Linked DNA regions of Mus musculus: regions 2, 3, 4, 5 and 6 are each linked to region 1. Evidence: chromatin contacts called from public HiChIP or PLAC-seq and promoter capture Hi-C data. All regions are on one chromosome and are shown on one strand. The core of a region is the stretch at or near the end of the contact, and the rest is flanking DNA. Distances in the headings are between cores, read along the strand shown.

What was found. Promoter capture Hi-C pulls out the DNA fragments that hold promoters and counts their contacts. HiChIP or PLAC-seq counts read pairs in DNA pulled down with a chosen protein or histone mark.
Region 2: a promoter capture Hi-C map of the HPC-7 cell line shows a contact between it and region 1. The contact joins the promoter of Tmem204 here to the promoter of Tekt4 in region 1. A contact is called at or near these places in 5 of 39 promoter capture datasets (the C10 cell line, the HPC-7 cell line, embryonic stem cells and 1 more) and 1 of 9 other capture datasets (embryonic stem cells).
Region 3: a contact with region 1 is called in a promoter capture Hi-C map of neural stem cells. The contact joins the promoter of Telo2 here to the promoter of Tekt4 in region 1. A contact is called at or near these places in 7 of 39 promoter capture datasets (the HPC-7 cell line, embryonic stem cells, hippocampal neurons and 3 more), 1 of 15 datasets of contacts at CTCF or cohesin (the NIH/3T3 cell line), 10 of 484 Hi-C or Micro-C datasets (the HL-1 cell line, the N1E-115 cell line, embryonic stem cells and 2 more), 4 of 115 datasets of contacts at active chromatin or transcription factors (embryonic forebrain, embryonic stem cells and large pre-B cells) and 3 of 9 other capture datasets (embryonic stem cells, macrophages and pancreatic islet).
Region 4: an H3K4me3 HiChIP or PLAC-seq map of embryonic stem cells shows a contact between it and region 1, with 4 times the contacts expected there. The contact joins the promoter of Clcn7 here to the promoter of Tekt4 in region 1. A contact is called at or near these places in 1 of 39 promoter capture datasets (embryonic stem cells), 1 of 15 datasets of contacts at CTCF or cohesin (the NIH/3T3 cell line), 2 of 484 Hi-C or Micro-C datasets (both in embryonic stem cells), 6 of 115 datasets of contacts at active chromatin or transcription factors (the 230-238 cell line, embryonic limb bud, embryonic stem cells and 2 more) and 3 of 9 other capture datasets (adipose tissue, embryonic stem cells and macrophages).
Region 5: a contact with region 1 is called in an H3K4me3 HiChIP or PLAC-seq map of bone marrow-derived macrophages, with 2.8 times the contacts expected there. The contact joins the promoter of BC003965 here to the promoter of Tekt4 in region 1. A contact is called at or near these places in 3 of 484 Hi-C or Micro-C datasets (the Ba/F3 cell line, the G1E-ER4 cell line and the N1E-115 cell line), 2 of 115 datasets of contacts at active chromatin or transcription factors (bone marrow-derived macrophages and embryonic stem cells) and 2 of 9 other capture datasets (adipose tissue and pancreatic islet).
Region 6: a promoter capture Hi-C map of hippocampal neurons shows a contact between it and region 1, with 3 times the contacts expected there. The contact joins the enhancer-like site here to the promoter of Tekt4 in region 1. A contact is called at or near these places in 5 of 39 promoter capture datasets (embryonic stem cells, hippocampal neurons, liver and 1 more), 2 of 484 Hi-C or Micro-C datasets (cortical neurons and myocytes) and 2 of 9 other capture datasets (embryonic stem cells and pancreatic islet).

The regions. Positions count from the first base shown.
Region 1 is chr17:25,469,678-25,473,498 of GRCm38.p6, forward strand. Tekt4 (tektin 4) reads left to right here and starts at 1,913. Exons shown (of 6, transcript NM_027951.1): 1 at 1,913-2,578. The coding sequence starts at 2,045.
Region 2 is chr17:25,079,116-25,082,936 of GRCm38.p6, forward strand. It overlaps Tmem204 (transmembrane protein 204), which reads right to left and starts at 1,999. Exons shown (of 3, transcript NM_001001183.1): 1 at 1,149-1,999. The coding sequence starts at 1,428. The region is part of intron 18 of Ift140 (intraflagellar transport 140); the gene reads left to right.
Region 3 is chr17:25,113,897-25,117,717 of GRCm38.p6, forward strand. It overlaps Telo2 (telomere maintenance 2), which reads right to left and starts at 2,071. Exons shown (of 21, transcript NM_001163661.1): 1 at 1,517-2,071; 2 at 1,041-1,389. The coding sequence starts at 1,375.
Region 4 is chr17:25,131,702-25,135,522 of GRCm38.p6, forward strand. It overlaps Clcn7 (chloride channel, voltage-sensitive 7), which reads left to right and starts at 1,690. Exons shown (of 25, transcript NM_011930.4): 1 at 1,690-1,913. The coding sequence starts at 1,776.
Region 5 is chr17:25,182,351-25,186,171 of GRCm38.p6, forward strand. It overlaps BC003965 (cDNA sequence BC003965), which reads left to right and starts at 2,211. Exons shown (of 2, transcript NM_183150.2): 1 at 2,211-2,290; 2 at 2,370-3,821. The coding sequence starts at 2,259. The coding sequence ends at 2,748.
Region 6 is chr17:25,208,739-25,212,559 of GRCm38.p6, forward strand. It overlaps Unkl (unkempt family like zinc finger), which reads left to right. Exons shown (of 15, transcript NM_001197024.1): 7 at 816-900; 8 at 2,066-2,148. Among named protein-coding and RNA genes, the nearest start is that of Gm52286, 21 kb to the left of the region's middle. Within about 2 kb of position 2,018, at least 84 of the 459 cell types and tissues checked have an H3K27ac peak or open chromatin away from gene starts, as enhancers often do. A contact at or near this core is called in hippocampal neurons and myocytes, where this site is marked.

The sequences.
Region 1 (3,821 bases), core at 663-3,162:
GCTTCTGCCCACAAATTACACATGTATAAAGCATCTACTGGTGGGAATGCCAGGGGCTCCTGCCAGAGGATTGACATGGAGTGTGAAGTGAGTGAGGGGCTAACTGCTAGGGAGTCAGCACAGGGTCGGGGCGGGGGGGGGGCGGGGAGGAATGCACAGCCTGGACAGAGGTGTGTGGGTGAAACCAAGCCTGTGCACTGAGCAGAGAGAGCCTGAGGTTCTCGAGGCGGGAAACGGGATAGGACAGTGGGGAGAGGAGAGGCTGAGGGGCTGTGGCAGTAGACCCTGTGCTGGCTAAGGGTGTGGATTTCTTTCAGAGAGGACCTAGTATGTGAGGAGCCTCTGGGGAAGACCAGGTGGGAGGGGAGGGAGGAAGACCACAGAATGGTCAGGAACTAGGAATAGGTGGCTGGCACATTCTGCAGTCAATGTCGCCCTCTCTTGGTCACACTGGCTATCGACTAGGGTTTCTTAATGCCCAGGTTGGATGGCAGGATTTCCTATCTAACTAGTGTCCTGGGAACAACTGCCCAGACAGAAAGTGCCTCCCCTTTTTGAGCAGATCAGGATACGTGACTCCAGATACATTCAGTGGGTGAACCCCCTTCAGAACACTGACCCAAATCCCCAGGAGGCTCTGATCTAAGTCCAGCTATGGGATACAGGAAGAAGAAGAGGGGCTGGCCCTTACACAGTGGCCCTGGGAATAGATGGGGTCAGGGTGGCTGTGGATACTCTCATGGGTTCAGGTCCCAAAGTGAGTCCTGGAGGCTGAGGTAGGGTGGATGTTTGGTCCTCTGGGCCTGCATGCGGGGTTCAGACCACATGCGCAATGGGCCAAGTTGTGGAGTCCTAGGGTGGCTTAGGGTAATGTTGAGGATGAGAGGCACTTCTCAGGCTGAGGAACCTGCTCACATTTCCATGGCCCCCACCTCCCACAGATCACCCAAAGGGGTCGTTAAGTAGGCAGAACCTCCTCCGTCCTCCTCCAGCAGGGCAAAGCCCACACTCAGGACCAGATCATGGAAGAACATCTCAGAAAAGGAGCCAAGGAGCCAGGGAGGAGGGCAGGGGTGTCAGGGACCTTGGAGCCTTCACTACCCCAGCCCTGGACCTCAAGACCCTTCATACCCCAGCCCTGGACCCCAAGGCCCTTCACTACCCCAGCCCTGGACCCCAAGGCCCTTCACTACCCCAGCCCTGGAGCCCAAGGGTCCCAGGGAACAAGTCCTGAGCCTCTGTGGCTCGGATCACAGTGTGGTGAAGAGTTGAGAGTTGGGGATTGCCTGTGTGTGTGTGTGTGTGTCTGTGTGTGTGTGTGTGTGAAAGAGAGAGAGAGAGAGAGCTTGTGCATGCGCACGCACATGGGCATATGAGTATTTGTGTGCATTGGAAACCTTAGGGGACATTTCTCAAGCACCATCCATTTTGGGGTTTTGTCTGTTTTTGTTGTTATTGGGGGTTTTGTTTGAGATGGGGGTCCTGCTATATAGCCCAGACCAAGCTGGAACTCACTACGTAGACCGTGCTATCCTTGAAATCAGAGAGCTCCACTTGTCTCTGCCTCCTGAGTGCTGGCATTAGAAGTATTTGCCACTATGCCTGGCCAACCTTATTTTCAACAAGGTCTTTCACTCGTCAAATACAGTTGGGCTGGTTGGCCTGTGAACACCACAGATTAACCGTTTCTGCCGTCCCAGTGCAGGGATTGCAAGCATATGCCACCACACCCATCCCCCCCTGCCCCCACCTGTGTCCTGGGAAACAAACTCATGTTCTTGCGAGGCAAACATTTTTACCTTTTACCCAGCTATGTTCCCAGACACTGCTTGGCCCTTTAAGAGGGCAGTTCTGCTCCTCCCCCTTGAGTGACCCTGTTGCTCAGCAACAGGAGGCAGTTGGTGTATACAATGTTCCTTAGGCAACCAGGAACCTTGCTTGGGACAGAGTGACCAGTACTGCTCCATTGATCGTGCCTGGACAATTGCCCAGTGACCCTCTCTTCATTCCGCCTCCCTTCCTGCTTAGCCAGGCAGTGGGTACCATGGCCCAAACGGGCGTGCTCCTGACCAAGGAGCCGGCCCCACAGTCAATAGATGTCTGTGAGCTTCCGCGCAAAGAATATGAAGTGGCCTGCAATACTGGCGCCTACACGTCCTCGGGTCTGGCCACCGCTGGCTTCCGCACAGCCAAATACCTGAGGGACGAGTGGTTTCAGAACTCTTATGCCCGCTACCACCAGGCCTTCGCAGACCGGGACTACTCTGAGCGGCAGCGGCATGAGAGCGGGCAGCTGGTAGCCGAGACTGGGGCACTGGCCCAGCGCACACAACTTGACTCCACAAGAAAGGTGGGAGAGCGCCTGGAGGACATGCATTGCTGGAAGTCAGAGCTGCAGCGAGAGATAGACGAGCTGTCTTCCGAGACGGACCTGATGATGGCCCAGAAGCTGCGGCTACAGCGCGCCTTGGATGCCACCTCCGTGCCTTACTCCATTGCTACTGACAACCTGCAGTGCAGAGAACGCCGCCAGCACCCAGACCTTGTCCGGGACTATGTGGAGGTGGAGCTACTGAAGGTGCAACCAGTGGCTCGGGCTCAGCGTGGGAGGCAGGCTCTGGCTCTCATAGAGATAACACAGGGCCTTAGGGTTCACACAGCACTGTGCCTATGCAGGACTCCTGATCCTTCAGATAGCGGAATTTCTACCACATCCAAGTAACTTTCTCTCTTGTGGGATTCCTTCCAGCCCATAAGATTTCAAAGACGTTCAGTCTGACTCTGAGGGGATTTTTGTTGTCGGTGGTGGTGGGCTTTGGGCTTTTTTGTTTGTCTGTTTTCCAAGACAGGATTTCTCAGTGTATCTCTGTCTGTCCTGGAACTCACTCTGTAGACCAAAGCTGGCCTCAAACTAGGAGATTTACCTGCCTCTGCCTCCCAAGTGCTGGGATTAAAGGCGTGCGCCACATTCTTCTGGCTGAGGTTGTTTTGTTTTTGGCTAAGCCAAAGGCTCCCCCGTACCACCATGCATGCCCCTTGCAGTGCTATTGGTGTTCAGGGTAGAAAGCCGGGCCAGCCAGTGTTGCATGTATGGAGGGCTTGTGGATGCCCATGGCATCTGCTCTCTCTCCCCAGAGCCCCAGAACCCCAGAGCCTGAGCTTCAATGTTCTCCTAGTATACACTATAATCCCAGTGTCAGGGAAACTGAGGAAGGAACACGAGCTCCAGGCCAGCCTGGACTACATATGAGACTCTTAAACAAACACCAAAACCCAAACTGAACCGAAAACAAACCCTGCCACGTCCCCCTCCCTTCATCGGGTACCTTTCCCTCAAACCCCAGCGCAGCTTGCTTTGGGGAGTCTTGTGTGATTATGGGGCCACTCAGCCTGGGTGCCACACAACTGGGAATTCCTCAGAGCTGGCGCCTCCTGTGGTAGCCTCAGGCCCATGGGCAAGGATGAATGATGGAGCTGGGGAATAAACCGCCAGGCTGGGGCCCCAGAGAACTCCTGTCCTACCCCTAGGCCTTGCCCACTTCGGCCAGTGGGTGCAGAGATGGGAGAGGGACCGAGGACACTGGACACTGGAGATCATGGCCCAGGTGGGTTTGAGCACAAGATAATCCTGGCACCCAGAAAATGTTGGGGTTAAAGGAAACTTAGAGTTTCCTACCTATTCTTGGTGGGAAGTGGGCAGACAGAGGGCATCTGATGTCCCGTGGGCTTGAGTTCCTCAGAGGCAGTATAGAGCTCGATATAAGGCTGGTATGCTCCTCAGGAAACTGTGGGAGTTTTGGGGATGATCCCAGAGTCTGGAC
Region 2 (3,821 bases), core at 749-3,248, 390 kb before region 1:
AAACCACAGCCCATATGAGAAGCTTAGGGAAGCCTTGAGGTTACTAGCTCTCCTGCTTAGGCAGAATGGTCATAGGATGCACAGGGAGAGCTCTCCATGGACACATGACAGAGACCCACATTGAGACCCTTGGCCTCCCACAAGGCATCTAGCTCCTCAGAGTGCATTCATCTTTGATCTTCTCAATAAAGGGCTCCCTGCCTGTCAAGACCCAAGGAAAGAGGCCGAGCTGTCCCGTGGTAAGCTTGGGTGCCTCTGCTCGCAAGAGGCGGGTGGTGTTCCCCTGCCTTGTCGGCAAGCCCTGTGTCAGTCATGACCAGGGCTGAGGTGGTTGCACTGGGCACATTGCTCAGGATTTCCAGGAAGTCCCCTTACACTGAACAGATGTTCACCTACGTCGCATGCTTTCTAAAGACCAGCGTCATCTCCCGACAGCCGCCATCTGACCTGTAGCCTCCAAGGCAGTTTGTAGGAGACTGGGTACTTGTTAGACAGACCCTCTTGTCTGCTTTAGGGGGTCATTACCAGGAAAGAACTCACATGTCAGCAGATGTGTCGATTTTAGATTGCATCCTCATATTTATGAGGCCCTTTATTCTCGTACTCTCAAACAGTGCATGCTATTTAAAGAGACGTTTCCAACTCCCAGGGTAGTGCATAGACCCCAGAACAAGAGAGCTGGGAAAGGAAAAGGCCACCATGGGCGTCAGGGAGGTAACACTCTGCCCTTTGCTGCTCTGTGCCTCCTCTGGTCTCCCGGACATCCCAGCCAGAGTCTCCTGCACTGTCCGAAAGGCCCTGACCACCTCAGCCGTTAAGACAGAACTCAGCCACATGTTCTCACACTTCTTGTTTTCCTTATTAAGTAATATTTCTTTCTAACCAAGGAAAAATGACTTGCTTTGATTAGGATACCCATCTTTCATCCTTCAGCCACATGTAATGGCAGAGAAGGAGCCTCCAGCCACGGGAGTGACTTCTTGTGAAGGAAGCCACAGACAGAGTCTAAGCTGAACAGTGGAGCTCTGTAGCGTTGCTTGTCAGGGTGGGCAGGAGGTGCAGGTTCCCTGCTGCCACCCTCAGCATGGACGGACACAACCTCCCCTCACCTAACCACTGGAAGGTGACAGAAAAATAACAAGACTTACGTTTGACGGTGCCTCGGGACTCCTGGAAACCTGCTGATTCCGAGCCCCATCCTAGAACCTCACAGTCATGGGTGTCCACCTGCCCAGTTCGAGTCCCAGGGCTTGTGACTCCCTTACCCCTGTCCACCAGCCAGCAAGACTTCCACAGCCCCACACTCCGCTTGCGTCCGTCCTCCAGCGTCTGGTACACCCAATTGGGGGTGAAGGCTGCTGCGTTGTTGAGGATGAGGGAGACCAGGGCCACCAGCACAGCGGTGGCCACAAGCTTCTGGAGAGTCATCTCTGACTTCCAGGACTGTCTATCTCGGAGAGTTCCAAGTCCCAGTCAGCCGCTGTGCATCCAGAGAAAGCCAAGATGCTGCTAGGGGTGGCTAGAGGACATCAGCACTCATCCTTGGGAAGCTATGCGGCAGCTCCAGCCCGGCACAGGAGGATGTCGCCCATGGGACGGGTCCAAGAGAGCTACTCACAGCCCTGTCTTAGCCTGCCTCTTGAGCCTGGAGCAGGGACAAGCCTGTGCTGAAGCTGGTCTCCCCAAGACCCATTCCAGGGAGAAATCTGGGGCACTGGCTGCACCAGCGAGAATCCAGAGTTGTAAGTGGGTCGTCTTCTTTGGAACAGAGGCCAGGGAGGCTGTGTCCACAGTGCCTCTTGCCTACAGCAGTGGAAAATGGACAGCAACTCGGGAGGCAGGCACAGCGTGGGAATCAGCCAGGTTACGCGCCTCAGAACGGGCTGTGGGAGCCAGTCTGATGGAGGAACAGGGTTGTGGACGCAGTGTGGGTTTGGCCACCTCTCTGCTATGTATCCCGTCTTGGTATCTCTGCCACAAATGGCAGGTCCTGAAAAGCAGAACGCCTGCCACAAGGAAGCATGTGTATGCGCGTATGTGTGTGAGCTCCCGTTTCCCTGTCTCTCAGCAGAGAGGAAATGGTTGTTTTTGAGGCTGTTTTTGGTGAGCAGGAGGGCGTAGCCAACTGCAACAAATAGCAGCCCTGCCACAGAGCCAGACACTAACAGGATGTGCTTCCTGATGGGAAAGGCCTGGGGAGACTTCAGAGGCCTGCTCCAGCCCACCACTGGCTGCCCCTCCCCATCTTCCTGTCCCATAGGAATAGTCAGGGATGCCAGCCAGGACACTCATCTTCTTACCTGTTGCCGTCAAACCTAGCCAGCTGTGCTAGGTCCCGGACCAGGGGATGCTGCAGACAGCACGGGCAGGCAGAATCCTCAGGGACTAGGTGTCCATCCATCCATCCATCCATCCATCCATCCATTGCCTAAGGCATGATAGGTGCTGTGAATCCCCAATGTCTAAAGCAGTGGTTCTCAGTCTGTAGGTCATGACCTCTTTGGGGGTCAAATGACCCTTTTACACGGGTCACCTGAGACCATCAGAAAACACAGATATTTGCATTAGAATTCATAACAATAGCAAAATTACAGTTGTGAAATAGCAACAAACTAATTTTATGGTTGGGGGTCACCACAACATGTGGAACTAATGGCAGGACAGAGTAAGGTGTAGAGGCACCTGAGGCAGGCCACCATCTGCTGACAGAGATCCATTCACCTCAAGGGAGCAAGTGTACTCAGACCTTACAAGGAAGGGGAACCTTGAGGAACCTCTGCAAGGGGTTGTTCTTGGGCTGGCAAGAAAAGGTGGGATTCTGTAAGGGGTTGTGCCACCAAGCAGGCTGGATAGCTGATGTGACTTCTGAGCAGCCAAGTTTGCTTACTAGCAAAGTGCTCGCTCCCCTGAGGCTGGACAGAGCGACTGTACATTTGCTCTCCTTCCTCATAGCGCTTCAGCTCTGGTAAATAAAAGCCACCAGGTCTGAGACTGTGTCCCGCCTCCAGAGCCTCCCACCAGGGTTCCAGAGCTGCATAAATGAACACAAGAACGCAGGAGCTGTGGGCTGAACCATCTCAAACACACGTACTGCACCGCACCGCACCGGGCAGGATTGGGACAGCCTGGTGCTGACTAGTGCACTGGCCGGGACAGGCCGGAACCGACCTTTCCTGTCTTCATGAACTGACATGCTGGGCCACCCCCTACTTCCTAGTGTGGCTGCCTTCAATCACACGTTCCCATATATAGTCAGGCTCCTGGCACTCCTTAAGTTTACATTCCAAAAGGCAAGGACTCTGTCTCTGTCCAGCCTTTTGACTGTCAGCAGTTCTGAGAATGTAAGTCCTCTGAGGAATAATATGATTTTTCACCCTCAAGTTTGTAGCAAGTGTCATTGTGGCTTATTTATATTTTTTATTCTTATTGCTCAGGGCCTGAAGGAAATTTACGCTTCATTCCAGGTCTCTGGGCCAGCCTCCCTGTGGGGTATGTTCTAAGTAGGAGGGACTTGACAAGCCGTGTGGGGTGCCATCTACCCTCAGCTTGTGCTATGACTCCGAAGGCACTTAAGTGGTACAGCTGTCATTGTTTCTGCCTGTGCCTCCCCCCAGAGGCAGAATTAGGGTGCAACATCTCCTACACAACACTTCAGAGATGAAATATTTGAAAGGAAGGTCTCCCAAAGTCTCCGTTAAGAGAACATCTATTTTCCTCCTTTATTTTTTGGGTGGTTAGTAAATGGCTAATTCCCGGTGAGAACCGAGAAGCTGTGTTAAGATTCTCTAACTCTCAAACTGATGACATCCTCCTGTCTCAGC
Region 3 (3,821 bases), core at 821-3,320, 360 kb before region 1:
GAGAATCTTTATGAGTTCAAGGCCAGGACAGCCAGAGCTGTCAAAAGCACCAAAAAACAAAACGAAACACACAAGAAAGAATTAGTCCCAACTACTTCCTAAGGATTTACATTTGCCTATCAGCTGGAAAGCTCTTCTCTTCCCCTGCTGAACAGCCAGTTACTCATAGGATGTCCCCGATCCTGCACAGATAGACACCAGGCCTTCCCCTGTTCTGGCCTGTTGGCACAAGTCTTTTTCTTTTCTTTCTTTCTTTCTTTTTTTTTTTAAGTTTTGATATTTTATGTGTGGGTGTTTTGCCTGTATACTACATGCACGAAGAACCTATGAAATCAGAACAGGGTGTCAGATCCTCTGGAACTGGAGTTGCACTGAGTTGTGAGCAGCCATGTGGGTGCTGGGAACTGAACCCAGTCCTCTGGGAAAGCAGCCAGTGCTCTTAAGCACTGAACCATCTCTCCACCCCCACACCCCAGCAGTTTATAAAACCCCAGCTTCTCACAGCCACAGATCCTTCCAAGGACTGCCATTCAACCGGATGTGGGACCTGGGTACACAGGGATCCATAGCAGCAATGTGGTAGATAAACATTTAAAACCTGACATGTTAGCCGGGCGGTGGTGGCACACGCCTTTAATCCCAGCACTTGGGAGGCAGAGCCAGGTGGATTTCTGAGTTCGAGACCAGCCTGGTCTACAGAGTGAGTTCCAGGACAGCCAGGGCTACACAGAGAAACCTGTCTCGAAAAACAAAAACAAACAAACAAACAAACAAAAAAACCCTGAAATGTCCTGATGATCCTGAAAGTGCCACAGAATAAAGAATGGGCCCAGTAGAAGACAACAAGTGACCTTTAGGGCATCAGCTAGGGACAGTGGAGACTCTCTGAGTGCTGATCTGCAAGGAACCCTATTCTTCCTCCCAGCCTTCAACAAGAAGGAGTGAGGCCAGGCTAAGATGCAGGGTCCTTCCCCTTACAGTTTTAAGGTGTTGGGAACCTTCTCAGAACTTGGGCGCCCTGTTGCTCACTAACTGCTCACCCAGCAGTGCTCTCAATGGCTTCCATCAGCACCAGGAAGGCTTGGTCTGGAGGGCCATCCAGGAAGAAGCTCTCCCAAAGCCGCTCCAGCTGGCCACCGGGGGACAGCTCCAGCCAACCTGGGCTCAGCTTGCTGACCAGACATCTAAGGACGGCTGAGAAGTGGACAGTGGCAAACTCCTCCTTCTCCTCAGGAAGAACTGGATCCTCGGTTCCACCGAGGTATCGTTTCAGAGTCCCCAGGGTAGAAAGGATATGGCCAGCATCCTCTGAGGATGAAAGGATGTGAATGGCTTCCTGGACGGTGAGCCGGACAGCAGACAGGGCTGGGTCCATCCTGCAGAACAGGGCTGAGGGTCCGAGAAAAGCATGTTAGAGTGTCAAGAATTCTTCCCATGGCACCCACGATGTTAAGGGAGGAAACAGTTGGGCCGGTTCCAAATCTCAGGCCCCACCCCCCTACACACACGCACTTACTTCTGCGCTTCCAGGCGCTTCACTCACAATCTCACTCACGCTCTCCCGTCCTTCTTCCGGGTTTCCCGCCTGCCCGATGATCTGACAGAGCTTCAGTCCCGGACTGCACCGGTGCACTGTGGCTGTCTCCTCTGTCAAACCCACTGATAGTTGGATGAGTGAGTGGCTTGCCAGGGTGCAATAACTAAAACTCCTCCTCCGTCTGCAGCTCCAGGTTAGCACCCAGCCCCCTAAACACGAGGCCTTCGGCTCGTATGGGAACTGGCCATGCTGCAAGGCAGGACACTGCAGCCCCGACTGGACCAACCACTCCTACAGGGTTCCTCTGGCCAGCATGCTTCAGAGCCGAGGCCACATGCTCCCTCTTGCGCGCCGCTGATTCGCCACGGCACCAGGACCACGCGCCAGATTCAGTGTCAGCTGAGGGCAGCTGTGAATTCGAGTCGCAGAGCTCACGTGAAACCTGCACGGATATTTAGAATTTCTGGGGCTGATACAAACGCGTGGCTAGGGACGAATCAGCGGCGCGCCAACGCGCTGATGACCGCAGCATCTGCGCCTGCGCAAGAGGAGGAAGAGGCGTGGCCTAAGAGCCTACGGTGGGCAAGGCCTGAGGGCAGGACTCCGGTAGGCGTGTCCGCTCTATTGGTCCCCTGGTGACTGCTGTCTCTGTTTTCCTTAATTCTGGAGAGACTTTCCCCAGCACATTACCCCACTATGCTGCCTTGGGTCGGATGACTTTCCACTCTAGAGCACTAATCAACTCTCTAGGCGCCCTGAGGGAAACAGAATAAGGAAGCCAGGAACAGCGGATATGGCCAAGTTGTAATGCGGATGCGCTGATGTATTTGGTGGTACACAAGGGTGCACGTTTACTGCGAACACGCAAACTGCGTCTAAACTGCCCTAAATGAAACACCACTAGCTGAGTAAACACCCAGGGATCCTGACTGTCGTCTGAACTTAGCAGTGTGAAACATTCCATCATGGCAGAACTTTTCTTGACCATCCTGATCTGGAAGATACATTGAGGGAGCAACATTTCAGCGGAACTGGGTGTGGGTGGAAATCTGAGCAAGCTGTATTCATTCAACATCATCAAGCAAAATTACCCTTCCTGAGCAGGAAATGAGCCCACTCAAGGCTTAGCAGTTAGCAGAGCATACCAGGGGCCAGAGCGATTATCTTAGAGGTTAAATTACGTGTGGCTCTTGCCAAGGTCCCAAGTTCAGTTCCCAGCATCCATGGAAGTGTTACCGATCAGCCAGCCAGGATCTCTACACAAATAAAAACTGGGGTTAGTCAAAGAGAAGGTCTTCAAATGGTAGCTTTCTTTTTTTTTTTTTTTTCTCCATGTTTGGCCTCAGTGAGAGATGGCAGATGACTCCCCTAGTATTAGGGGACTGGAGGCATTGGGACCCTTAGCCCTAAAAGTATTCTAGCTCTTACGTAGGTCAGGAATCCTTGGCTCTTTCCTGTGGCTGGTGCAGCTTCCACTAAGCAGATTTGGTGATTGTAGGGACTCTTCAGCCCTACAGCTTTACAATTTTTGTGTAGACCTTCGCTCTTAATGACAGCCAGTGTTAAAATTCTTGGCCTAGGGTTGAGACCTCTTGGCTCTCTGGAACTCATCTGGCATCCAAGGCTATGCCATCTCTTCTCTGGTTTAGTCAATTATCCTCATTCAGTCTCAGTTTCTGCACTCCCCTGATGCCTTGGCTACTGCTTCCTCAGCTATGACAAAACTGACTGTCCTGTCCCTTTTGTAGCTTGGCCTGCCAATTGCTCAGCTGTCTCTGCCACCTCTTTTTTTTTCATGATAACAGCTTAGCCCACATTACTGAGAGTAGGCAAGCAAACCCTGGAGAGGAGCCTTTTACTGTACCTAAAGCTGCAACAAAAGGGAGGAGATGAGGAAAGTCTCTCCCAGAGGGAGTCAAAGCGGCTGCCTTCAAATCCTGAAAAGGGGCACTTCCTCTGCTAACAGTCTTTGCACCAGCCTCTGTAGTTCCTCAGCTAGGCCACCAGAGGACGTGTTCTTCTCAACCTGGTCGAAATGGTTGCAAAAAGCCTTGGGGCTGTATCTTCCAGACCTGAAGCAATTTGCAACCTTGTAGTTTTCTCAAGGCCCTCAGAGTTTCCTGGATAGTCAGAGCTGGCATTAGGGCAGGCCAGGAGTTGTTGACTGGCAATTCTTTTGCTAAAGCCATCCAGAATGGAAAACCTAGCAGTTGCTAGTTAAGAGCTCGTGTCACCTCAGCACCCAATATTTTTGCTTATTTTTCTGGAAATGAATACCAGAGTG
Region 4 (3,821 bases), core at 440-2,939, 340 kb before region 1:
AGCTTTCACATTATATACCTATTTCCTTCATTAAGTGGACACTTTCTTCCTTGCTTCCTTCTACCATCCTCTGTAATGCAACTGCCATGACACTGCTCAGAAGTAAACTTTGTAACATCGTTCTTTCTCTGTAGAGTGCCACCCATGATTACAGTCACTCTCGGGTCCCTGAAGTTGTAGTATCAAATCCCAATCCTTGCCCCTACATAATTCAGGATACATCTAAGAACAACTTTGTTGATGTAACACCGATACTAAGGCAAACTTAATCTTCCTAAAATACTATTGCCTAAAGCAACCTGCGGCTAGTTAATGCCACGCCCATGTGCTGTCCTAGTCTCCTCCTCGGAGGAACCCCAGTCTTTCCTAATTTGGCACTTCAGGGTGCCACGGTCCACCCAAGTCGGTTATGGGGGTCTCTGGAATGAGGGTCCTCAAAGCTAGGTGGGTAAGGATTCGGTGGTGACAAACAGAAACAAACACAGAGGCAGTTTGAATCTGAGTGCATTTTGCAGCTCTCAAGCAGGGGATTTTATACATTAAAAAACCAAACATTACATCTCTTAGAAACTATATCCAGTGAAACAATCACAAATACCAACAAAAATCATTTGGCACAGTAAAGCACAAAAATCATCCAAGCATTACAACTCTGAAACTATGCATTCAGTGAATCACAAACAGTACAGGTAACATCATTATTAATATAAATCATCAAAATATAACAATTCTAAAAGGATGTATTCAGTGGGGGCTGTTGTCCAAGTCTAGTGGCTTATTTCTAGGAGCAGGTTAATAAATCTTTAATGGTCAGTGCTCTTAACCACTGAACTAACTCTCTAGCCCCATGGTCAATTACTATTTAACATCTAGTATCTGGGTTTTTTCTTTTTCTTTTTTAACAAATCTTCAATATGTAAATTCAAACTATTTTAATTCTTTCTAATTAAGGCTTTCTTTACCATACACCAAAATCCACCTCCGATGACACACGTGCAGCCATATGAAATTTTATTGTTGGGAAAGTTTTTATCTATCGTAATAGTTTTGTAAATGATTTAGAAAGTAAGGCATTGTTTTCCCGGGGGATAAGGTCATGTTAGTGGCCCCCATCTCTAGGGTTGGTTTCTTACCCATTATTCTTGCTTAAGATCTTGGCCTAGGCTACCAGGAACATGTAAATAAGAAAAGGAATAAGAGAAAACAAAACATTGCCATAAGAACTACCACTCAATATTTTTTTCTCCGGCGAAGAGTTCCACACCGGTTCCAGGAGGCCTACCCCTTTTGAGGTCAATAGCCTCAGTTTGTGGAACTTGTCATACAGATCCTACTGGAAGTGGTGTGGCATCAGGGTCTCAATCCCTTTCCCGGAATTGCAGCAGTTTGGCTGCCCTTTGAGCACAGGAAACACATGAAGCCAACTTAGTTGAGAGGGACGATTCCAGAACTTTTACAGGTAGTTTATTTTTTTTTTTTCCATATCATCTCTTGGAGGACTAGGCGTGCATCTCGGGCTGGTTCTTCTCTGGAGTTTGGGTCACTGCCTTCAGTGAAGACACTAATTGCTAGGGATTTTGAGTTCTAGGTTTCTACCCTGGGCTGCAACGACCAGTGAACCACAATTCCCAGGAGACTCCGCGCTCCCGGATCTTGCCGGCCTCCGTCGTCAGTCACGTGGGCACCGATGATAGATCACGTGAGACCTGGGCGCGGGTCACGGGAATGCTGCCGGTCTGCCGGCTGTTCTTGTTGAGTTTGGTCCTCAGTGGGCCATGGCCAACGTCTCTAAGAAAGTGTCTTGGTCCGGCCGAGATCGCGATGATGAGGAGGGGGCGCCACTGCTTCGAAGGACAGGGCAGCCTGACGAGGAGACGCCGCTGCTGAACGGAGCTGGGCCGGGCGCGCGCCAGGTGAGGCCCGCGGGCCGGAGATGCAGCCGCCGGGATCGCTGCGCCGGTCCTCAGTGTGCTGGCGGGGCCCAGAGGGAGGCCACGGTGCTCTCCTCTGTTATTTTTTTGAATCCTGGAAGACTTTTATTTTTGATAGCCTCGCACTCATAAACCTCTTCTTTCTTTCTCTTTGAACCCCTTCTTCCCATCTCGTTCCTCAGTGGCTACACCATCAGAGAAAATGATACCCTCTCCTCCAGGAACCGTTGTCGCTGACTTTTCAGCAAGAGATCCCAAGACTTTAACGTTGCTTTTGTTTTTTAATTTTACTTTTCGTGGTGAGGGTCAAGCCAGGGTTTACACATACAAGGCAATCATAACGACCTCAGCTCTGCACCCATAGCCCTTGACGTTTCAAGATAAGGTCTCACAGTGAGACCACCAATGAATTCATAATCCTGTCTCATTTTCCCAAGAACTTGGAAGGCCTGGACTACACGCTTGGTAGTTTTCAATTTAAATGGCAGAATTGTGCTTTCGGTGAAAGTGCCTGTCTCCTTTCTCACAGGAGTAATTCCAGACGTTTGGGACACAATTGCAGTGTCAAGCATCCCCACTCATTTTCTCTTACTACCTAGTTGAACTTGGAATGTGCAGCCAGACATGATAAGCAACAAGTCAGAGGCCAGAGTGTGCTCAGCACTGCGAACAGTTTGTGCCTTCAAATGCCTAGCGTTTAAGACCGGGACAGGCTTGTTTACTTGTGTGCTTTTGCTTCTTTTGCCTGTGTGCATCGTGTTAATTTTGAGTCAGTTACTTATATCAATTCCTTGATGTTAGTCTGTTTTATAACTGTCCTTTACCCTTCCTCCTCCTGATGTTAGAGGTGTCTTAACAAACACTCCTGCTGTTTTAAAGGCTAAGAAGAGCACAAGATAGGGCTACCGCATCAAAACTTACATTTAGGCTTTCTTTGCTAGACCCTTGAAGGTGCAGTGGACAGTGAAAGTCAAAGTCAGCTCCTTGTTGCTGGGAAGCAGCTCAGGCCCTTTTGAAGGACGTGTGCTTGTGACTCCGGTCTGCAGTAGTGATCAGAAATAAGTAAGGTGGTAGAGCTGTGTCTGCCTCCCTAGGGTGTTTCTGGGTGGTGTGATTTGTTATCCCTGTTGTAAAGAAAGTAACCTTTGGGGAAGGGGGCTATTGCTGCTCTTGGAGAAGACTCAAGTTCAGGTCCTAGCACCCAGGTCCAGTGGCTCAACCACTTATAACTGTAGTTTCAGGTGATCTGACCACCTTTTCCTCTCCTGGCCTCCACTAGAGAGGCCTCCACCACACACACACACACACACACACACACACACACACACACACACACGTGTCTCTCTCCAAAAAGAAAGTAACTTTATGTTGGCAACTGGTTTTTAAGAGAGGGAAGAATTTGGAAACTGACAGAGTTGAGTTTGGGCTGAATACATGTGGGTTGTTTTGTTTTTATTTATTTTTGCTTTTCTTTGCAAATAGACAGAGTAAAGAAAGAGTTGATCTTTCCCCCTAAATACCACTATAGCTTTTTTTTTTTTTTTTTTTTTTTTAGACAGGGTTTCTCTGTGTAGCTCAGGCTGTCCTGGAAGCTCAGGCTGTCCTGGAACTCACTCTGTAGACCAGGCTGGCCTCGAACTCAGAAATTCACCTACCTCTGCCTCCCAAGTGCTGGGATTAAAGGTGTGCGCCACCACGCCCGGCTACCACTATAGCTTTTAAATCTGCAGATAATACAATTGATTGGTTGCTGTTAAACAACTTAAAAAATAATTGAGCACCTGCCCCATTGTGGGTTCCCAGGTCTGTGTGCAGGTCACTGAGGTGCATAGGACAGCTTTCTTCCCTCTGGGAACAGGCCCCAACACCTTTCTGGGTCTGTGTGACGAG
Region 5 (3,821 bases), core at 961-3,460, 290 kb before region 1:
TGAGCACTTCACAGATTGAACCACCTGTCTTGCCAGCCCTAAAATGTCTCTTTCTGCCTCTGATCTGAGACAGTCACTGAGACTGAGATGGGCTCATTGGTCATTGTCAGAGGCTAGCCCACCCAAGGATGAAACTCTTAACTCTTGCTGTACCTCCTTGTCTGGTCCCATGGGCTATCCTGTGCAGCTTGAGCCTGGCTCTCCTACAGTATCCAATCCAGGAAGCCTGATTCCCGTTACACCTTAGGGCCCTTAAGCTCCATTTCCTTCTGAAAGCTCACCCTGGTTTGCATGTTCCCTATAGTTAAGGGCCTAGGTGCTGTGAGGTCCTTGCTAGGAAACTGGTGTAGCAGTGTGGGGTTCTGTGATGGAACAGGTGGGGTGGGGCCCAGGGAGGAGGACCTTGGTAGACAGGTGCCTCTGTTGACACAGCAGCTCTTAGTCAGGGTCCTGGGTTGGGCCTCTTAGTGTATGGGGCGGGGGGAACCTCACAGGTGTTGCTGGGCTCCCGACATCTCTATCATTGCTCCTGCTCTAACTCAGTGAGAGTGCCTTGAGGAAGAACAGAGTGGAGTGTGAGGCTTTTCCCGTTAGTAAGTGGCTCCCGGTCACAGGAGGCTCCTGATTTTGTTCCATCCTGGGCTAGATTACAGCTCAGAGTAAGGGCATTTCCCAGGACCCTTTCTTTCCCACAAAGCAGTAAACATCCAAAAGCTATGGTCACCTTCAGGATGACAGAGTGTGCTTCCCCAGGTGGGAGACCTTGAGCAAAGAGCGGGCAAAACCACCTGCAGGGAACAAGGCAAGTGAGTTTGCAGGCTGCTCCCAAATCCTGCAGTTGCAACAGGTGTAAATTTCCCCCCCAAGCTTCTGGATCCAATTGATATCAGACCCCTATTTCCCTGCATGGGGAGAAGTTCAAGTCCAGTCCCCCAGCAGAGGAGTTTCAAGTGAAGACAGGACAGTTGGGCTGGGTTTTTGTAGCTGAACTTCATGTCTTCAGGAGCCAGGTTGCTGCACTGTGAGTTGTGTGTCTCCCCTCTATGCTGCCTAGTGAGGGCACCCTCTACCTTCTTGGAGTGCTGTGTAAGACTGGCCCTCACTCTAGCAGGAATATCTACATCACTAACAGCCAAAGGCTGAAGGGTCCTTTTCCTGCCTAACTTCTCCCTTGTCATGCATGCTGTGGTGCCCTCAGACACCCTCCTGAGCAAAATAAATCATGGGGACTCTGCTTGCCCAGAAAGGAACTCACAGCCCCATGAGATAGAGGAAGAGGTGTTTTTTTGTTTTTATTCATGTCACTGGTTTACAGATCAAGAATAAAATCGGAGTGATAATCATTATTGAGCCCTGCGGTAAGACCAGGTGTAATATAACTCACTCTAGCTTCTACACAGCACAGGTACTAAGAAGACAGACACCTTTAGGGCTGATCCTCTTTTTTTTTTTTTTTTTTTTGTATTTTAAATTGGGTTGATGTTAAGCTGTGTAGTACTTGGGACCAGTGATTCTCTTCTATCTGCCTCCACAGTATTGGGATTACAAGGTTGCCTGGCTGATTCTGACGATGCAGAGCTTCAATCAGCTTCCAGATCAAAAGGCCAGGTGCACGTTAGCTATGGGAGTGTAATTTCAGAATCGCCTCCCTGTAGGCTGTCCGAGATCTGGTCAGCCTATGGTCTACACAGAGCCATTTCCATTCTTCCTGAAGGCAAATGGATTCTGGGGACCTGGGATAGTCTAGGTGGAGGTGATGTTTCTACAAGCCTTTTCAAAGGGACGGCCAGGCCGGGAGGCGTTTAAGGCGCGAGGGTTTCCCGCCTCCGTGCCTGAGAGCTCGGATGGAGCGCTAAGACTGGAAGATGCGCTCATGGAGAACAGGGACCAAGTCCCTCCCGGACGATGGTCCTGGAAAGAAGCCAGCAGATGCCACGGGTTCTCAAGTCCTTGGGCATCACACTAAACAGCCTCGGGCCAAGCTCTTCGGAGAACCGAGTCTGCTTCACTTTCAATCCGCCGCGCCGGATCAGGTCTCAATGGAAGGACCCAGAACGACACAAACCCGTAAGTCGTCCAGATAGTGATCAGGGCGAGGCCGGAGACGGAAGAGCTAGCGAGAGGAAATGCATCATTTCCGTTGCGCCGCTGGACCCACGTTTTGTAGTCGTGAAATTGGATGTGAAGTTCGGCTTCCGGTTTTGTGCGACGGAAGTGACGAAAGCGCGGTGCGCCTCAGCGTGCGAGTCGAGGTCGCTATGAACAGTGTCCTGTGCTCACGGGCTGCGGGGTGAGAGCCGTGAGGTGCCGGTGCGTGAGGGTGGGAGGTGGCCGTGGCTCCGGGACGCTTACTGCTGTCTCTCTTCCAGAGCGGTCCGGGCTCTGCGGCTCGTGGGCTGGGCTTCGCGAAGTTTGCATCCGCCGCCCCGTGGCCGGTCTCCAGCTCAGCCTGCAGACAGGGAAGAGGAGGACGACGACCCCAACCTCCCGATCCAATTTTCCGGCAGCAAAGCCACCCCGATCCGCTGGACCGTGGAGCATTCCCTGGGGAAGCCGCAGCAGCGGCCCTGGTGGAAAGTGCTGCCGCTCACCCTCACACTCGTGGCTCTGGTTGTATGGTGCTACCAGAGGGAGGAGAGCGGCATGGACCTGTGGTTGAGGCAGGTGTTGGAAGAGGAGGACGAGGAGGAGCCGGAAGGTCCTCCGGAGGAGCTTGAAGCTCCGGCCCTCTACGGGGCTAGAACGTAACAGGGTGCGTGCTGAGGAAGGGACTAGGCAGCCGTCCTTTCGTTGTTGAATTTGACGATTTCTGAACTGGTTCTGCGCATGTCCTCGTTGCTTAAAGGACTTGGATGGCGCTCTTGGCGCTGAGACACAAGAACACAGCACAAAGTTGGAGGCTTGAAATCTGATCTTTGCCGAACACCAATGCCCAGTGATTACGTCCATAGAACTTTTGAGGTTCCTAGAAAAGGTTTTGGGTGCACCTTATGCTCTTGAGTTATGATGTGTTCATACAGCCTAATCATGTTTCCAGCGTTCATCTGGTGGAGGTGTTACCTGCAGTTCATTCGCTTTCCGAGACAGACTAACTGCTGAAGTGTAATTACCTATATGTGTGCAACATCAGTTGAAGCTATTTTAAAAACTAACAAATGGAAAATACATTTGGTAAAGTCTAATGAACTCAATTTTCTCACCTCCCCTTTCATCATCAAGTAGGCTTTGGTTTTTTTGTTTTGAAACACAGTCCCCCTATTTAGCTCTGGCAGGCCTAGAACTGGCTATGTAAACCAGCCTTGCTGTAGACTTAGATATCAGCCTGCTTCCTGCTTCTGCTGCCATCTTTTTTTTTTTTTTTTTCTCTTCTGCTCTTCATTCCCACATGAGAACTTAAAAACTTGACAGAAGTGGTAGGGTATGCTTGTCATCTCAACACTTATGAAACTGAGGCAGGAGGATCCTAAGTTTGGGGTCTGCTTGGGCTACGTAGGGAGGGCCTGTCTCAAACAAAACAAAACATCAATAATATAGTGGGTTGGTTTTTTTTGTTTGTTTGTTTCTGTCTTTTTCACAGTGTTGTGATTGAACTCAGGAGTCTATTGTGCTATCCTACCAATGAGGTCTGTTTCCAGCTCACATAGAATTGCTTTTGCAAAAAAAAAAAAATGTTACATTTCATGCAGTGGGTTCTCAGTGCTGCCAGGCTGATAACTTATCTGAAGTGATGTGGGCATTTGAACTCGTGAGCAGAATAAGTGGGGACACTCACTACACCTCTGCTTTCTCGTTTTTTTTCTTTCCTTCCCCCTTTCTAATTT
Region 6 (3,821 bases), core at 768-3,267, 260 kb before region 1:
AAAAGTAGGGGGAGGAGATGTTTGAAGAGGGCTGCAATCTAGATGTAAAGTAAATACATTAATTAATAAAAGAATGAATAAGCAGACAAAATGTCCTTGGGCATCTAAGTCTGCAGGTAGTGGGGCTAGGCTAGTGGAACTGAAGGGCATAGCTGTATGCAGGCATAAGTGTGCTAGTGCAGGGGCTGTTGTCATGCCCTCCCTGAGCCTTTTGAGTGGGTAGTGTTGTTTTGGTATCTAGGGAATGTTGGCTCCTGGGTGCCAGTCTTGTCTTCGTTCTTTCCCAGGTCCCCATGGTGAAGTAGTGGGCAGTCTGGTCGTAAGATAGGTGCTTGTATAAGCACCTATCATTGAACAGGCATTGCTCGAGCTTCTGCTGTCTACCAGACAGACACCTTTCCAGAGTGTCAAGTAGTCTTTGCCTGGCGGTCTGACAGACAGACTTGGCTCTGACCAATACATTTTGCAGAGCGGAGGGTTTTTAGGACCAAGGGCATCTAGGGGCAAATGGTATGGTGGCCATCTGTCTATCACTAGAAAGGAAAGGGTTGTGTAGCTCAAAGATTTGGAGGTTCCCAGTCATGATCACAAGCATATCTCATAGTTACAGGGGCCTTGCACTAGGCCCTGCCTTGTCACCGGTCCAGCATCTTCTGGTCTAAGAGCCAGGCCTTCATGAGCTTTTGGAGACACTGCAGATTTGTTCTGCAGCTGGGAAGTGCTCACTCACTCTGTTTGCTTCGGTGTTCTAAGCGGCCAGCTGCGCTTCATAGAAAACAGATCACTAAGCCACCATGTTTTGTCTGATTTCCTAGATCTACAAATCTACAAAATGCAACGATATGCGCCAAACTGGCTACTGCCCTCGGGGCCCTTTCTGTGCCTTTGCACACACTGAGAGTAAGTAGACGATCTTCAGGGGGGTGTGGGGGAGGGGGCACCTCAGCCACCATGTGGCCAAGGAGCTCACTCAGCAGCTCCACAGTCTCACAGTGACCTGGGACTAGGCATGTCTGGGAATCCTGTATATAATGCCCGTTGAGATGGCTGGGGTGGGGGCAGGGAGAGGGGAGGGCTCATGCCTCATGGCTGGACCTGCCTTGCCCTTTGCACCTGGGACAGACTAGACCTGTGATGCTTGAAAGGACCCCTGTCCCCGGCCTCCTAGGTCCCACCTGCCTCCTGGGGATACGGATCTGTTGTCATTCTCGTGCTCACCTGCTTTGCTGCTGTCCTGCTGGGACTGAGTGTCAGTGGCTTTGTAGAGTCACTTTCTGTCCCTGTAGCTAGAGGTGCCAAGATCCTTAGTTGGGCTTGGCCAGCTGGCCTCAGACCCTACGGTCATTTATTGTCACATAGGCTCATAATTGATTCTCTAAAGCTGCTCCCCCAGCTCAGGAGTCTGAGTTCTGGTGGTTATAAAGCAGTTGCAAGCTCAGACTTCATTTTCTGTTCCAGTTGGAGTGGCAGCTGTTTCTGATCACACTTGACATGTTGTTGTTCATGTTAAAAATGATTGAACCCAAATAGCACTATTTGGGGCTAGAGAGATGGTTCAGTAGTTAAGAGCATGCATTGCTCTTGCAGAGTCGAGAGCTGAATTCCCAGCACCCACAACCGCTAGGGAATCAAATGCACACTCAGGGACCCCCGGAGCACCTGTACTCACATGCACACATCCACACAGAATACACACCTTAAAACAGATGTACCAACCATTGAGCCACCTCTCCAGCCCCTAAAAAGAATTTTTTTTTTTTTTTTCCGAGACAAGGTTTCTCTGTGTAGCCCTGGCTGTCCTGGAACTCACTCTGTAGACCAGGCTGGCCTCGAACTCAGAAATCCACCTGCCTCTGTCTCCCAAGTGCTGGGATTAAAGGCGTGCACCGCCGCCATCACCACCCAGCAAAAAAGAATTTTTTATTTTAATTTCATGGCTCTGTGTGGGCTGGCCTGCCACCCAGAACAAGGGAAGTGGTTACAACATCAACCGGTCCTCTCCACCTGTCCTGTGGGCCAGCTGGCGGCCCCTCAGTGCCAGTTTCTCTTTTTTTTCTCTTGGCAGAGAGCCTGGCTATGGTGAACGAGTGGAGCTGCCGTGATCTCAGTTCCAACAGCACCTCAGCTTATAGCAGCCAGCCTGGAAGTGTAAGTGGACACTGCTTGGATCAGTCCCACTGAGGGGACAGGCATGGGGTGAGGTTTGGGTGGTGTGGCTGAAAGCAGCCTACATGTGGAGTTGTGATTCCTCCTCAGATAGTCTAGAAAAGTCTTGCCTGGGCTGGAGCAGGACATCATGCCCCTGCTGCACTGCTTTGTGGGATTCGGCCTTAGCGGGCATCTGGTGCCTTGCCAGCCCTCGACTTGGCAGATCCCTTGGGCTGTCCGTCCTAGGCAGTTGGAGGTCATCAACAAGTGGTATCTGATGCAGCATCTCAGTCTGTTACTCGGCATCCCCATGCTTTGGGTGAGGGGCGTCCTGTATCTGATGGGTGTGATGAGGATGGATCGTTCTCGGACTGAGAAGTCACTTCCTGTTCGTGCCAGAGTCAGCCACTAGAGTAGGTCCCTGGGGAGCCATCCCAGGATAGGGACAGGATGTTCAAAAACGGATTTAAAATAGCATTTGGTTCTAAACAGTTTGTGTGACATTGACGTAGTCCTGAGGTTGCTGGGCAGTGTGGTTTATGCCCAGCATTCAGGAGGTGGAGGTAGGAGGTCTCTGAGTTTGAGGACAGCCTGGTTTATAAAGTGAGTTCCAGAAACCCTGTCTTAAAACAAAACAAAACAAAAACAAACTATTAAAAATGAGGGGAAAAAAAGAAGTCTCCCTGAATTAGTTGAACAGAGCCGCTCTGCTCAGCTCATGCAGTCAGGGTGTCGCTGCACTTGGTTGCTAAGCCACTGTTGGACCCTGAGTCTGTTAGGGCTCCTGAGGTTCTGTAGGTGTTTCTTTGTGGTCTAGGGTTTAGTCACTTTTGTTCTTTGGCCCTTCTGCCTAGGATGGTCTTCTCTGGCTGGTAGGGCAGGCTCCATATGTGTTCTAGGTATGGCAGGCATCCTCTGCTGCTCTCGGCTCAGGAGGCCCCAGTCTGTGATGCTCTGTTGCTGGTGTCAGTGAGCTCTCCCGAGAGTCCCTCTCTCTCTGAGTGAGGGTGGAGGAGTGCCTGTGGATGAGTCATCTCTACATTCTTTCCTGCTCTGGGCCTGGAACCCTGCGGGCACTCTATACTCAGAACTTTCCACGTCTCTTGGAATTGTCACAAAACCCTCACAGGGCCACTTGAAATGCTGGGAGCTCTTCTCCTTCAAGGAGGCACAGCTGGGCCTGTCTTAGGGTTTCATTGCTGTGAAGAGACACCATGACCAAGGCAACACTACAAAGGACAACATTTAATTGGACCTGGCTTACAGGTTCAGAGGTTCATTATCATCATGGCAAGACCATGGCGGTGTGCAGACAGGCATGGTGCTAGAGTAGCTAAGAATTCGACATCTTGATCGGCTGGCAGCCACGAGTAGACTAGATTCCACCCTGTGTGTAGCCTGAGCAGAGCAGACCTCCCACAAAGTGACATACTTCTTCCAACAAGGCCACATCTCCTGGTAGTGTCACTCCCTATAGCCAGACTTTCAAACATGAGTCTATGAGGCTAAACCTATTCAAACCACCACAACCTCCCTTGGGCAATTCTGAACAGACTTAGCCTTGGTGCTGTTTGGGTCAAGCAAGAGATCTGCACACACCGGGCGGTGGTGGCGCACTCCTTTAATCCCAGCACTTGGGAGGCAGAGGCAGGTGGATTTCTGAGTTTGAGGCC